Linked DNA regions of Mus musculus: all the other regions are linked to region 1. A link is a contact called in public Hi-C and promoter capture Hi-C data. All regions are on one chromosome and are shown on one strand. The core of a region is the stretch at or near the end of the contact, and the rest is flanking DNA. Distances in the headings are between cores, read along the strand shown. Region 1 overlaps Adcy3 (adenylate cyclase 3). Region 2 has its middle 21 kb from the start of Gm31938. Region 3 holds the start of Ncoa1 (nuclear receptor coactivator 1).

What was found. Promoter capture Hi-C pulls out the DNA fragments that hold promoters and counts their contacts. Hi-C and Micro-C count contacts between places; a contact is called where the count stands out from the background.
Region 2: a contact with region 1 is called in a Hi-C map of bone marrow-derived macrophages, with 17 read pairs. The contact joins two enhancer-like sites. A contact is called at or near these places in 2 of 15 datasets of contacts at CTCF or cohesin (large pre-B cells and pro-B cells), 14 of 484 Hi-C or Micro-C datasets (the Ba/F3 cell line, the C10 cell line, the G1E-ER4 cell line and 10 more), 5 of 115 datasets of contacts at active chromatin or transcription factors (bone marrow-derived dendritic cells, embryonic basal ganglia, embryonic stem cells and 2 more) and 1 of 9 other capture datasets (adipose tissue).
Region 3: a contact with region 1 is called in a promoter capture Hi-C map of the HPC-7 cell line, with 4 times the contacts expected there. The contact joins the promoter of Ncoa1 here to the enhancer-like site in region 1. A contact is called at or near these places in 16 of 39 promoter capture datasets (the 3T3-L1 cell line, 3T3-L1-derived adipocytes, the C10 cell line and 11 more), 3 of 484 Hi-C or Micro-C datasets (CD4 T cells, myeloid progenitors and pancreatic cancer cells), 2 of 115 datasets of contacts at active chromatin or transcription factors (embryonic stem cells and memory CD8 T cells) and 1 of 9 other capture datasets (adipose tissue).

What each region holds. Positions count from the first base shown.
Region 1 is chr12:4,209,107-4,213,143 of GRCm38.p6, forward strand. Adcy3 (adenylate cyclase 3) reads left to right here. Exons shown (of 21, transcript NM_138305.3): 16 at 199-357; 17 at 1,088-1,234; 18 at 1,666-1,785; 19 at 2,376-2,499; 20 at 2,973-3,097; 21 at 3,499-4,037. The coding sequence ends at 3,681. It also overlaps a transcript of Cenpo not described here. Among named protein-coding and RNA genes, the nearest start is that of Cenpo, 23 kb to the right of the region's middle. Within about 2 kb of position 2,200, at least 36 of the 459 cell types and tissues checked have an H3K27ac peak or open chromatin away from gene starts, as enhancers often do. A contact at or near this core is called in the HPC-7 cell line and bone marrow-derived macrophages, where this site is marked.
Region 2 is chr12:4,543,414-4,547,450 of GRCm38.p6, forward strand. No RefSeq gene overlaps it. Among named protein-coding and RNA genes, the nearest start is that of Gm31938, 21 kb to the left of the region's middle. Within about 2 kb of position 2,193, at least 52 of the 459 cell types and tissues checked have an H3K27ac peak or open chromatin away from gene starts, as enhancers often do. A contact at or near this core is called in bone marrow-derived macrophages, where this site is marked.
Region 3 is chr12:4,475,274-4,479,310 of GRCm38.p6, forward strand. Ncoa1 (nuclear receptor coactivator 1) reads right to left here and starts at 1,909. Exons shown (of 23, transcript NM_010881.2): 1 at 1,499-1,909.

The sequences.
Region 1 (4,037 bases), core at 950-3,449:
CTTGGATCTCTACTGTATCAAGAGGCCCAGGTCCTTAATGCAACTGTGGGATGTCATTTTGATTAGGTGACTCCTTGCAGCTCTTCTGTCATTTAGTGGCCTCCTTCCAGTGTTATCCTACACGATATTCAATACCCCGTTCTAAACCTTTCCACTGGATGGCTTTAGAGCACACAGCTCACCTGACCTATGTTGTAGGTGGAAAAACTGGCCCGAACACTGTTCTTGTGGAAGATTGAGGTCCATGACCAGAAAGAACGTGTCTACGAGATGCGCCGATGGAACGAGGCCTTGGTCACCAACATGTTGCCTGAGCATGTTGCACGCCATTTTCTGGGGTCCAAGAAGAGAGATGAGGTAAGAGGATGTCATGTGGAGCTTATTCTTTCTCTGAGGAGCACTGAGTCAAGGTCCCTTTAAAACTGGGATTGGAAGTCCAAGTATGGCTGGACATAACCAGAAACAAACCAAGAGATATTCCCAGGGTCTCTGCTACACAATATTGCTGGTATGCTGCATCTCGGGACCCCCTACAGAACCAGAGTGCCCCTCCTGCCAATAACACCTTCTCAAACCAAGGTGGCTGACCACCCCACTCACCTTCCCTGGAGAGGTTTCTGTTATTGGGATGAAACACCGTGGCCATAAGCAACTTGGGGAGGAAGGGTTTATTTCATCTTACACTTCCAGGCAGGCAGTCCATCACCAAAGGCAGGCAGGACAGGGACAGATGCAGGGGCCATGGAGGAGTGCTTCTCATTCTAACCATTCAAAGTTGAGTTCAAACAGTTGAGTACACACATCCTGTGAGGCCAACCGAAGCTCCCGTAGTTCACCATCCTACCAGGCAGCCATCTCTCGAGTGCTTGGACCTTCTCTGTGAGGTGTATGCACGCGTGTATGCATGTGTTCACATGGAGGCTGAAGGTTCTTTACTGCTTGTCCCAATATGTGGAAGGAGTGTCTCTTGCAGAACCTGTGGCTCTCTGTTAGTGTGACTAGCCAGCTGGCTTCTACTCCCCATGCACTCAACCCTGGTCCTCCCGTTTGCACAGCAGTATCCCAGGCTGACCTTGCCTCTTTTTAGGAGCTGTACAGCCAGTCTTATGACGAGATTGGAGTCATGTTTGCCTCCTTGCCCAACTTTGCTGACTTCTACACTGAGGAGAGCATCAACAACGGCGGCATCGAGTGTCTACGCTTCCTCAATGAGATCATCTCTGATTTTGACTCTGTGAGTGTCCTCCTGTCAGAGCTAGCTCCTTTTGTATCACATCTCAGACAAGTTCTATACATTTCCCACGTGAGTCTTTTACAGTAACTGGGCTTCTGCGGCCATCTAGAACTCACGAGTCTGAGGGCTGAGGCAGAATCCTGGGGTGACCCTGGCAAGTTCATGGGGCTAAGGATTGTCCTCTCTCCTACCTCAAGCCCCTATTAAACATTGACTACATACTTTTTCTTAGGACTTCCACCACCTAAGGAAACTAGCCATTTAACTTAAGTTTATGGTAACTGAGGCTGAGGCTCACATGCCCAGGTAGCAGGGAATGAACAAAGGCAGTATAGGAGAGTGTCTCTCAGATACATTGTTGGGCCTTAGAAACGGGCAAACTTGATAGTGCATTCGCTCCTCTTCCTTAGTTGTTCTAATTCTGTCCTCAGCTCCTGGACAATCCCAAATTCCGGGTCATCACCAAGATCAAAACTATTGGCAGCACCTATATGGCAGCTTCAGGAGTCACACCAGATGTCAACACCAATGGCTTTACAAGCTCCAGCAAGGTAACCCAGTAACTAGAGAGGCAGCCCGTGCCCGCAGACCATGGGAAATGAGAATCAGATGAAGTTAATGAAGATTCTTGTGCAAAGGGCTCATTCCGATGGGCCATGCCCCCAGGGTTTAAGAACTGTATCAGTTCTGGATCGGTGGAGTCTCCCTGCTGCTGCTGCCTGGTCTTTTTGCTGAGCTCGGGTGGACCCATGGAGCCTGCTGTGTGATTCCCTGATGGAGAATCACGAGCAAGCACGGTTCTTGAAGCATCATCTAGTCTTCCTTTACATGGGAACTTCCTGAACTGAGGCTGAGTCAAGCAAGCGGAAGGTGTTCACTAAGTGCTTACAGCCTTGAGGAACCACGCAGGACCAGACTCAAACAGAGCAACGAGAGCTCTGCCTTGTGACCAGTCACGTGGCACACAGGATGCAGCTGAGACAGGGCCTCCTTCCCCTAAACAGATGTGGGAGGGAATTCTGCAGTGGTGACATGCTGGCCCTCCTTAGCAGCCTGCCACCTTGCGTCCGTACTTGCCACTTGCCTAGTTGTTATGGTCGTGGCCTGTTGGTTCTGACAGTGTCAACATGCTTTCACACAGGAGGAGAAGTCAGACAAGGAGCGCTGGCAGCACCTGGCTGACCTGGCTGACTTTGCATTAGCCATGAAGGACACGCTCACAAACATCAACAACCAGTCATTCAACAACTTCATGTTGCGCATAGGTAAAGGCACCACTAGCACTGGGGGCCTCAGCAGAACAGAGGCTTAAAAAGCAAAGGCAGATTGGTAGGGGAGCCAGAGGACCTTTAGTTCTGCCCTCTTGGAGATTGTTCATGTGTAGAATGTACAGTAATGGAGTAGTACAAAGATAAACCCATCCCTACTGTTCCCAATGGCAGTTCAGACTCCCTTCCGCACCTGCCTCCCCCAAGGTTTGTGCCAGCTACTCATATGAGGAGTGGCCTCACTACTGGGCAAATTTACAGGAGTTTGAAGTATTAGGAAGGTTACATTGAAGCTGGCCACTATAGTCCTGAGAGACAGTTGTGAAGGAATTTTTACCAAGGGACACAGGTGTTCCTATTAGCAGCCTTGTGGGCGGGGGTTAGATGATCGTCTGTGAGAGAGAAATTGGTAGTTTGTGGAAAGCTAATGCAAGCTTGGCTTGTGGCCATGCTCCATTCCTCTACTCTAGGCATGAACAAAGGAGGGGTTCTGGCTGGCGTCATTGGAGCCCGGAAACCACACTATGACATCTGGGGCAATACGGTCAATGTGGCCAGCAGGATGGAATCCACAGGAGTCATGGGCAACATCCAGGTATGTTCAGTACTAGAACTGAGCATGTTGGTTTGAATGCAGGGAGTCCAACACAAGTAGAAGCCTGGTGCTTTGCCATATATTACTGGCTCCTGCCTGTGGGCATTAGGTCAGTGTTGGCAGTGCCACAGGGCCAAGGAAACATGGACTGAGGCCTCTAAGGCTTTGATTCACTCAAAACATTTAAGATTCAGGTTTGGGTGGAAACGGCCTCCGTTCGGTAGAGTTAACAACTAAACTGTCTTGAACCTGTATCAGTGCCATGAAATGGTAGTCTGCTGCTTAAGTGACTGCCTGTGGGTCTCCCTTATGTGGGGCTGTATCTACATACTGCTACTGAGCTTCTACCCCACCATCTTGGCTTCCTCTTCTCTAACTTTGTCTCTGTTCTCCATGTACAGGTGGTAGAAGAGACGCAGGTCATCCTTCGAGAGTACGGCTTCCGCTTTGTGAGGCGAGGTCCCATCTTTGTGAAAGGCAAAGGGGAGCTTCTGACCTTTTTCTTGAAGGGGCGGGACAGGCCAGCTGCCTTCCCCAATGGCTCCTCTGTTACACTGCCCCACCAAGTGGTGGACAACCCCTGAGCGACCTCTGGCTCCACAGTGGTCCACATAGGAAGGGGGATTTTTTTGGAAGCAGTGAAAAGCTTTGGGAAAGGACAAATGACCAAGTCCTGGTGTTCCCAATTATTGAAGCGCACATTCCATAGACTTTAGGTTTCAGATTTCCTCCAGCCTTCCTGTGTGGATGTGAGCTCTGAGGGTGGCTATTCCTACTCCTCAGTGAGCCTGTAGCTTCCCCAAAGCAGGAGTCTTAGGCATAGTACTGGAGCAGCCTTTCCAGAGCCTTTGTTCCAGCTCAGCCCTTCACCCCTAGAGAGGCCATGGCCACTGTGAGCAGGATGCCAGCCGAGGCGGAACGAAGCTGCCTGTGCTGGGGG
Region 2 (4,037 bases), core at 943-3,442, 330 kb after region 1:
AAGGATCTTAAGTTCAAAGACAGCCTGAGCTACCTAGCAAGCTCCACTCTAGCTTGGTTTTATAGTGTGATCCTGTCACAAAACTACCAATTAAATAAGCATATAAATGAAAAGTTGAGGGCACAGAATGGTATATGAGCAAAACCAAAAGCTGTCAAATATCTAGTCATATGTACATGCCAGTGTATATACATGTGTTATGTGTAGACTTATGCACACACTGATGATCTTTGGGAAGGAAACCTAGGACATAGAGTCAGGAGATGGGCTTTCCTGGTACCTGTCTATATTATGTACATATTTAATTATAGTATGCATTATTTTTCAAATATAATAATACTTTAAGCCTTGGGGAAAGACCAGGAATGGTGGCTCACACCTTTAATCCCAGCATTCAGGAAGCAAATGCAAGTAGATCTCTGAGAGCTTGAGGCCAGCCTGGTCTACATAACAAGTTCTACACCAGGCAGGGCTACAAGACCTCTATTAAGACCCCATCTCGGGTTGGAGAAATGGCTCAGAGATTAAGAGCACTGACTAATCTTCCAAAGGTCTTGAGTTTAGTTCCCAGCAACCACATGATGGCTCACAAACATCCATAATGAGATCTAACGCCCTCTTCTGGAGTGTCTAAAGACAGCTACATATAATAAATAAATCTTTAAAAAAAAAAAAAGCCAGGCAGTGGTGGCGCACGCCTTTAATCCCAGCACTCGGGAGGCAGAGGCAGGAGGATTTCTGAGTTCGAGGCCAGCCTGGTCTACAAAGTGAGTTCCAGGACAGTCAGGGCTATACAGAGAAACCCTGTCTCAAAAAAACAAAAAACAAACAAACAAAAAACTCAACAAAACTAACAAACAAAAATCTTGGAAAGAAATTTTAAGCACATATACCCCTTTATACAAGAAAACAAAGTCCACTTCTACAAGTTTATTTCAAATATACTCTCAAGGTCTGGGATGTAGCTAAGTGATAGAGTACTTTCCTCCTATACAGGAGGTCTGAGGTTCTGTCCTGAAAGAAAAATAAATAAAAAAGACGACACACCCAAGGTTAGGTTGACATATGTACATGTTTGTTTATGGTAGCACTGTTTATAATTGCCACAGTTTGGAGTCAGTCAAAATACCCATAGTAGGAGGACACTGTTGAAACCATGTGTTACGAAACTGTGACATCCTGAGAGGCAGTCAAAAGGAAGGAGGAAGCTCTGTAGGCAAGAAGATGGAAGTAAGGCCAAGTCTCCTTTGGTGGACCAGGAAGTGACTGTGTAGGGAAGCCACTTGCTGTGCAGGTGTGAGGACCAGAGTTTGGGTCCCCAGAGCCCACAGAAAAGCTGGGCAGTCCATGACTACCACGTTAGGGAAGATGGCGGCAGCAAGGCAGCCAAGGCATTGGAGCAGGTCCTGAGAGCTCACATCTTTATCCACAAAGCCTGAGGCAGACGGAGAGAGGTAGAGGGGCTAATGGGGAATAACATGGGATTTTAAAACCTCAAAACTCACTACTCCAGGCACCGCCCCAATGACATACCTGCTCCAACAATGCCACACCAATCCTTCCCAAACTCTTCCACCTACTGGGGAACCAAGTGTACAAAAATATAAGCTTATGGGAGCCGTTCTCACCTGGCTCAAAGGAATTAAGAAAAGAATTCTTTGTTGCCTATTGTTATGTCAACTCGACACAAGCTAGAGTAATCGGAAGAGAGGGAACCTCAACTGAGAAACTGCCTCGGTATGGGACTGTAACACTCTTTCTTTCTTTCTTTCTTTCTTTCTTTCTTTCTTTCTTTCTTTCTTTCTTTCTTTCTTTCTTTTTGTTTTTCTAGACAGGGTTTCTCTGTGCAGCCCTGGCTCTCCTGGAACTCACTCTGTAGACCAGGCTGGCCTCAAACTCAGAAATCTGCCTGCCTCTGCCTCCCAAGTGCTGGGATTAAAGGCGTATGCCACCACTGCCCAGCAAGCATACTTTCTTAATTAGTGATTGATAGGGGAGGACCCAGACCATTGTGGGTGGGGCCACCCTCCTCCCATCTATAATAAGAGAGCAGACTGAGCAAGCCATGATGATCAAACCAGTAAACAGCCCTCCATTACCTCCACATCAGCTTCTGCTTCCAGGTCCCTGCCTAGTTTGAGTTCCTGCCCTGACTTCCTTTCAGTAATGGACCACAAATGAAAGTGCAAGCCAAATACACCCTTCCCTCCCCAACTTGTTTTTGGTCATAGTATTTCACCACAGCAACAGAACCCTAACTAAGACAAAGAGGAACTGCAGTTACAGAGGATGGAAAGGAGAAGGAAAGTGTGTACTTTAGAGCTTATCTATTAAAAATAAAACTCTGGCTGGCCTGGTGGTGTGCACCTTTAATCCCAGCACTCAGGAGGCAGAAGCAGGCAGATCTCTGTGAGTTCAAGACTACCATGGACTATGAAGCAAGTTCCAGGACAGTAAGGGCTACACAGAGGAACCCTGTCTTGAAAAACTAACAAAAACCCCAAATAAATAAATAAATCTCTGCATCCAGACACAGCATTTCTCATACAATTGTATGGCGTTCGACAGAGGAGTCGCTTATGAAGATTAACTTTAGTCAATAATATAATCCATGTGTCCTTTAGTGCCATAAAGAGATAGAAATTATTGTCTGTTTTCCATTGTGCATAAAAAATAAACTGGAAGCAGGGGCTCAACATTTGACAGCACTGCTGTGCTTCTAGAAGACCCAGGTTCAAGTCTCCACTCCCACATCATGGCTCACAACTGCCCGTAACTCTAGTTCCAGGGCTTCTGATACCACAGACCCCTGTGGGCACTGCATGCTCGTGGGACACAGACTAGACATACACACAGGCAAACCACACATACATAAAACAAATAAAAAAATTAACAAGCCCGGCCTGTTTCTGGGTATAAGGATAAACTGGTTATAGCCACTAGCCTTACCCTGTATCTTCAAACCCATTACAAAAGTTTTCTTACAGTTTGACAGAGATGAGGACACCTAAGGTAGAAAGTGGGAAAAGTTGCCAAAGGGCAGGGTTGGAGACTTAGCTCAGAGGTAGAGTGCTTTCTTAGCAAGCAAAAGGTCCTGGGATCTGTTCTCAGATCCTGGGGTGGGGGATGGGATGAGGGCGGGATGGAGTGGGAGGGGAGTCACCAAAGGGAAAGCTGGTAGTTATCCACTTGGAAACTTTTCTGCAGAGAAAAATTTCTCCACAATGCTCTGCATCTCCAGATGCAGACTCAAATGGCCCCCAGCCAGACACAGTCAGCGTGGCCACAGCAGCTGTGTCAGCCTGCTGTGCCTGCTTCCCACACCCGGGCTGTTGGATCGAAATGGCCAGAGAAACTTGAGACTCACACTCTAAGATAACTTCAGGAGAGGCGTATGCATACCAATAACTTGTCAGTGTTTCTAGGTATGGACAATACTATCTTATTCCACAGTGTTGAGAAATTGTTTCTATTCCAAAAGGAACAAACACGTGTGGCCTGTCTTGAAGAAACTGCTCCTAGGACACACTGCTGTTGCAAAGATTAGATTGCATTGAACGTGGACTACAGAGATTGCTAACTTAAACTCTTCTAGGACAAGTGGGAATTATTATTCAGTGAGGTGGACTAAAACTTTTGGACACTAGTTATATGCATTGGGCCAGGCAGTGGTGGCATACGCCTTTAATTCCAGGCAGAGGCAGGTGGATTTCTGAATTCGAAGCCAGCCTGGTCTACAGAGTGAGTTCCAGGACAGCCAGGGCTACACAGAGAAACCCTGTCTCGAAAAACCAAAAAAAAAAAAAAAAAAAGAAAGAAAGAAAGAAAAAGGAAAAGGAAAAGGAAAGAAGAGAAGAGAAGAGAAGAGAAGAGAAAAGAAAAGAAAAGAAAAGAAAAGAAAAGAAAAGAAAAGAAAAGAAGAGAAGAGAAAAGAGAAGAAGAGAAAAGAAAAGAAAAGGAGAGCCGGGCGTTGGTGGCGCACGCCTTTAATCCCAGCACTTGGGAGGCAGAGGCAGGCGGATTTCTGAGTTCGAGGC
Region 3 (4,037 bases), core at 659-3,158, 270 kb after region 1:
TCTTTTCACCTTATTCCCAACATGAAGAAATCCGACCCCACTCCTGCTACATCACAGCTTCTGTGAAGCTAGATGAGGCCCCTTTGGCCGACTCTTTTTTTTTTTTTTTTCTTCAAGACTAACCTCCAACCAATTCCATGCGAGGAAGCAAACCTCAAACAAATTTAACCCTTGAAATCCACCCCTACGACTTTACTACATAGTCTGGGCTTCACTGCAGGACTGCCATGCAGACACTTAAAAGATTTCTTCATGAAGTAAAAGCATTATGCTTCACAAATCATCACCATCATTTCTCTTGTCAATCATCGGGTGCTGGGACAGCGATTCACCTACGAACTCTTTACTCGCCAACATCACACTTCACATTTAAAAACTTAACTGTTTGGAAAGAGAAAAAAGAGAAGTCACCTTCTCCACAAGGACACCTGCCTCGCCTCTTCAGTGTCTCTATAAGGATAGAGGAGCCAGAAAGGCTAACGTACTCCCCAGCTTAAAGTTTCTCTCCCTACCAAACTCTTCAGCCACAGCACCTGGGCTTGTCCTTGTCACACACAGTCAATCCCTCCGTCTTCCTCTAACAACGTCACACTACAGGGTGTCTGGCCCATGGGAGTGACTGCTTTTTGTTTTGTTTTGTTTTGTTTTAATGTATATACAAATAAAATTAAACGAGCCACCGCAGAGGTGTGGTAAGGACCGAGGACCCCGGTGTCCAGTTTCTCCGAGTCTCTTCCAAGCGACTATGGAGAGCTCAAGTTCCATCACTGACCATTAACCAGCCCTACCTACAATCGTTGGACCAACGTGTGCTGCTTGTCTTTCTAGGTCCTTTCAGCAGAACCTTCCAAAGGGACCAAATTCCAGCCGCAAGAGGAAAATCTCCTTTATCCGCCCATTCCTACCTCCGAAATCCTGGTCCCAAAGGGAGAAAGGCAAGTGCAGCCAGGCTAGGCAAAGGGGCCGTCGAAAGCTGCACCCACAGAAAGGCATGCCTAGGTCGCCCCCATTTCGCTGTCCCAGTGAACAAGATTCAGAGAGGCTGACAGGCTGGCCAAGGTCACCGTGCTTGCTCGTCGGGGCCGAGGGGCGCCCGCGCCTACTTCCGGCTCCCCCTTTCGGCGGCGGCTCCGGGCGCCCGCTCCCCACCCGGCCCCGGGCCGCGCGCCCTCCGCGGATGCTCGCACTCCACTAACTAGGGCAACTGGAGTGCGCCGCAGGGACGGCGCTCTGCAGCGCGCCGCTCGCCCCGAGCAGCCCCCAGCTGGTGCCGTGACAGCTGCGACCTCCGCCCCCTGCAGCCGCGCCAGGCTAGCGAGGGAACTCGAGAAAAGTGGCAGCGGGAGATGGGTCCCAGAGCAAGCAAAGCCAGGACGGAGGGCGCCGGCTGCTCCCCGCCCCCTAGGGCCGCCGCGGCCGCGCGGCTCGTGACAGCTGCACCCACCGCGAGGCTCCCGCCGCCACCGCCGCCACCGCCGCCACCGCCGCCGCCACTCACCTGCCTCCGCCGCCGCCGCCTCTGGGCCGCGCTCCCCGGCGCCGCGCTCACTCGCGACTGTGGCGGCGCCGCCGCGGACTCCGCCGCTCCTCCGGCCCGGCGCCCGTCCCCGGGGCCCAGGCGGCCCGCCGCCGCCGCCGCCGCCTCGGCTCTCCGGCCCCCCTCCTCCGGAGCAGGAGTCCCCCCACTTCAGGGGGATGCAGAACCACCCCGGCACAAGCTGTGCTTGAGGGAACAGCAGCGAACTGCAGCCGAAGGGCTTGAGGCCGCGCTCCGACCGACGGACGACAGGACGAGGTGAATCGCGTCAGTCTCCCGCTCGCCCGGCCTGAAGAACAGGCATTTCAGCCGCTCTCCGCGGCCGCCATGTTCTCCTCCTCCACGGCTGCCGCCGCCGCCGCCGCCGCCGCTGCCGCCGCTGCCACCGCCGCCGCCGCCCCCCCGCTCGCGGCCCCGCCCCCGTGCCCCGCCCGCAGCGCCCCGCCCTCGAGCCCCGCCCCACCCACTCGCGGCTCCGCCCTCACCCCTGCCCCCTCCGCGGACAGGCCCAGAGCCCCGCTGCCCTCTGGCTCCGACGGCGCGCCCCGGGCAGCGCGACCCCTCCAGCCCCGCGCAGCGTGAAGCCGCCCCGCGCCCTCTGCCGGCCGCAGGCACGCCGGGGCCCGAAGTCTTAAGGAAGTGTGAGAAAGGAGGCCCGAACTCTTTCCGCACGGACCCTCCCCACGGGGCAGTTCTCTCTGCTGCCAGGAAGCCTCGAACCCCAGAGTGTCCCTTAGCGTCCCTGAGCGGGCTGTGGGACCTATGGCCTCTAGATGTTCTTTATAGTTTAGGGAAAGTTGGGGAGCAACCTGAAGGCCCTGGGGATCCCAGAGGAATCTGACCTGGGCCTGTTTCCACTCGCGAGTTGTTTTACTTTGAGTAAGAGACATCCCTCGGGCCTCGTTTTTGTTGTTGGTGTTGTGTTCTGTAAGATTTGAGAGGTGGTTTGCCTAGATGATTTCACAGACTATTAGACAACGGAAAAGAAAGATCATCTGCCCCCTTTCTTTTTGCAGATGAAAAGATCTGACTGACAGTGTCTGGCTCTACAATTGCATGAATTGACTAAAATGTCTGTCATTCACAGATCTTTTCCCTCTAGGGGGGACCCACATCTTTTTTTTTTTTAACCTCCTTTTTTTTCTTCTATAATGGAAATGCTACTTTCAAAAGTAGTGTTCCTTGTCACCGGAGGAATCAAGCAGCCACAGGACAGCTCCTTGAGCCTTGATCACTTTATCTGGAAAGCAGCTCTTATCCCAAGACCTGCAATGTACCACTCACTGTTCTCTCTGGCCGTGGAAGTGCTGTGCGGTCATCTTTGTTTCCCTGAGTTCTTGTCCTCATTTAGCTGACTTGTGATGCTGTTTTCTGCTGTTTCCCATCCTGCATTGGATGCCCCAAAGCAGCCTGTGAAAATCCTTAAGTCCTCCATGTCCCTTCCCTAAGTCAAACCTGACATCTCGCTGGCCCTCTCTGAGACAGCCTGTGACTTCTTTCACAAAGCAGGTACCTTCACCCTACTACTGCTGAGTGCCCTGTGCTGCCTTCATCTTCCTGTCTTGGTCATAGTTATAAAGCAGCCAGCAGACCATACTCAGCCTTCCTTTATGCAGTCATCCTTCCATCCCTGTGTTCATTCCGTTGATTCTTATCAAAGTCAGTACCCTAGTGCATTTGATTAGCTCCTGTCCTCACCTTCTTTACAGTACCACCTGCACAATCCACAGCCTTATTAATAGCTGAAGTGCTTGAAGGTCTCTATCTCTACTTAGTTTACTCCTGTGGAGTCTGTTTCCTGGTCTAATACCATCTACCCTGTGCAAAGTGCATTGTCCGGCCCTCTGGTGCTTACAAATGAGCCAAGTATAGGCAGTCCTCCTGTCTCTACTAGACTTCAGGAACTGCTGATGTGTAACTGTGGTGGGCACATCAACTTTATCTTGGTTTTTCTAACTGGATGTTTCTAGCCCCTCCTTTCTTACTCTCCCCTCTTCCTGTTTTGTGCCTCATTCTTTCTACCTGTTCTCTGAACTTTGTTTCACTAACACTTTTCTTGTCTTTTCCTTTGTGTGTTTGGGAGGCGTGGGGGTATGTTTAATTGTCTTTCCTTCCTCTTCTCTCATATAAGTTGATTTGGTTTGTATCCATAGCTTTAACTATTAGTTTCTGTCTTAACTTTAAGCCATTCTCAGGCTGCAGAGATGACTCAGTGGTTAAGAGCACTGGTTGCTCTTCCAAAGGACCCAGGTTCAATTCCCAGCACCCACATGATGGCTGACAGCTGTTTATAACTCCATTCCCAGCATATATGACATACTCTCTGGCCTCCCTGGGCATCAGGCACAGATGTGGTGCACAGGCACAGATGCAGGCAAAGCACCCATACTCATAAAATAAATTAAAAATTTAAATATACATCTTAAAACATTCTCAGACTACTCAGTACTGAGATTTTTTGTTTGTTTTATACTTATTTGTTTGTTTATTTGTTCAGTAC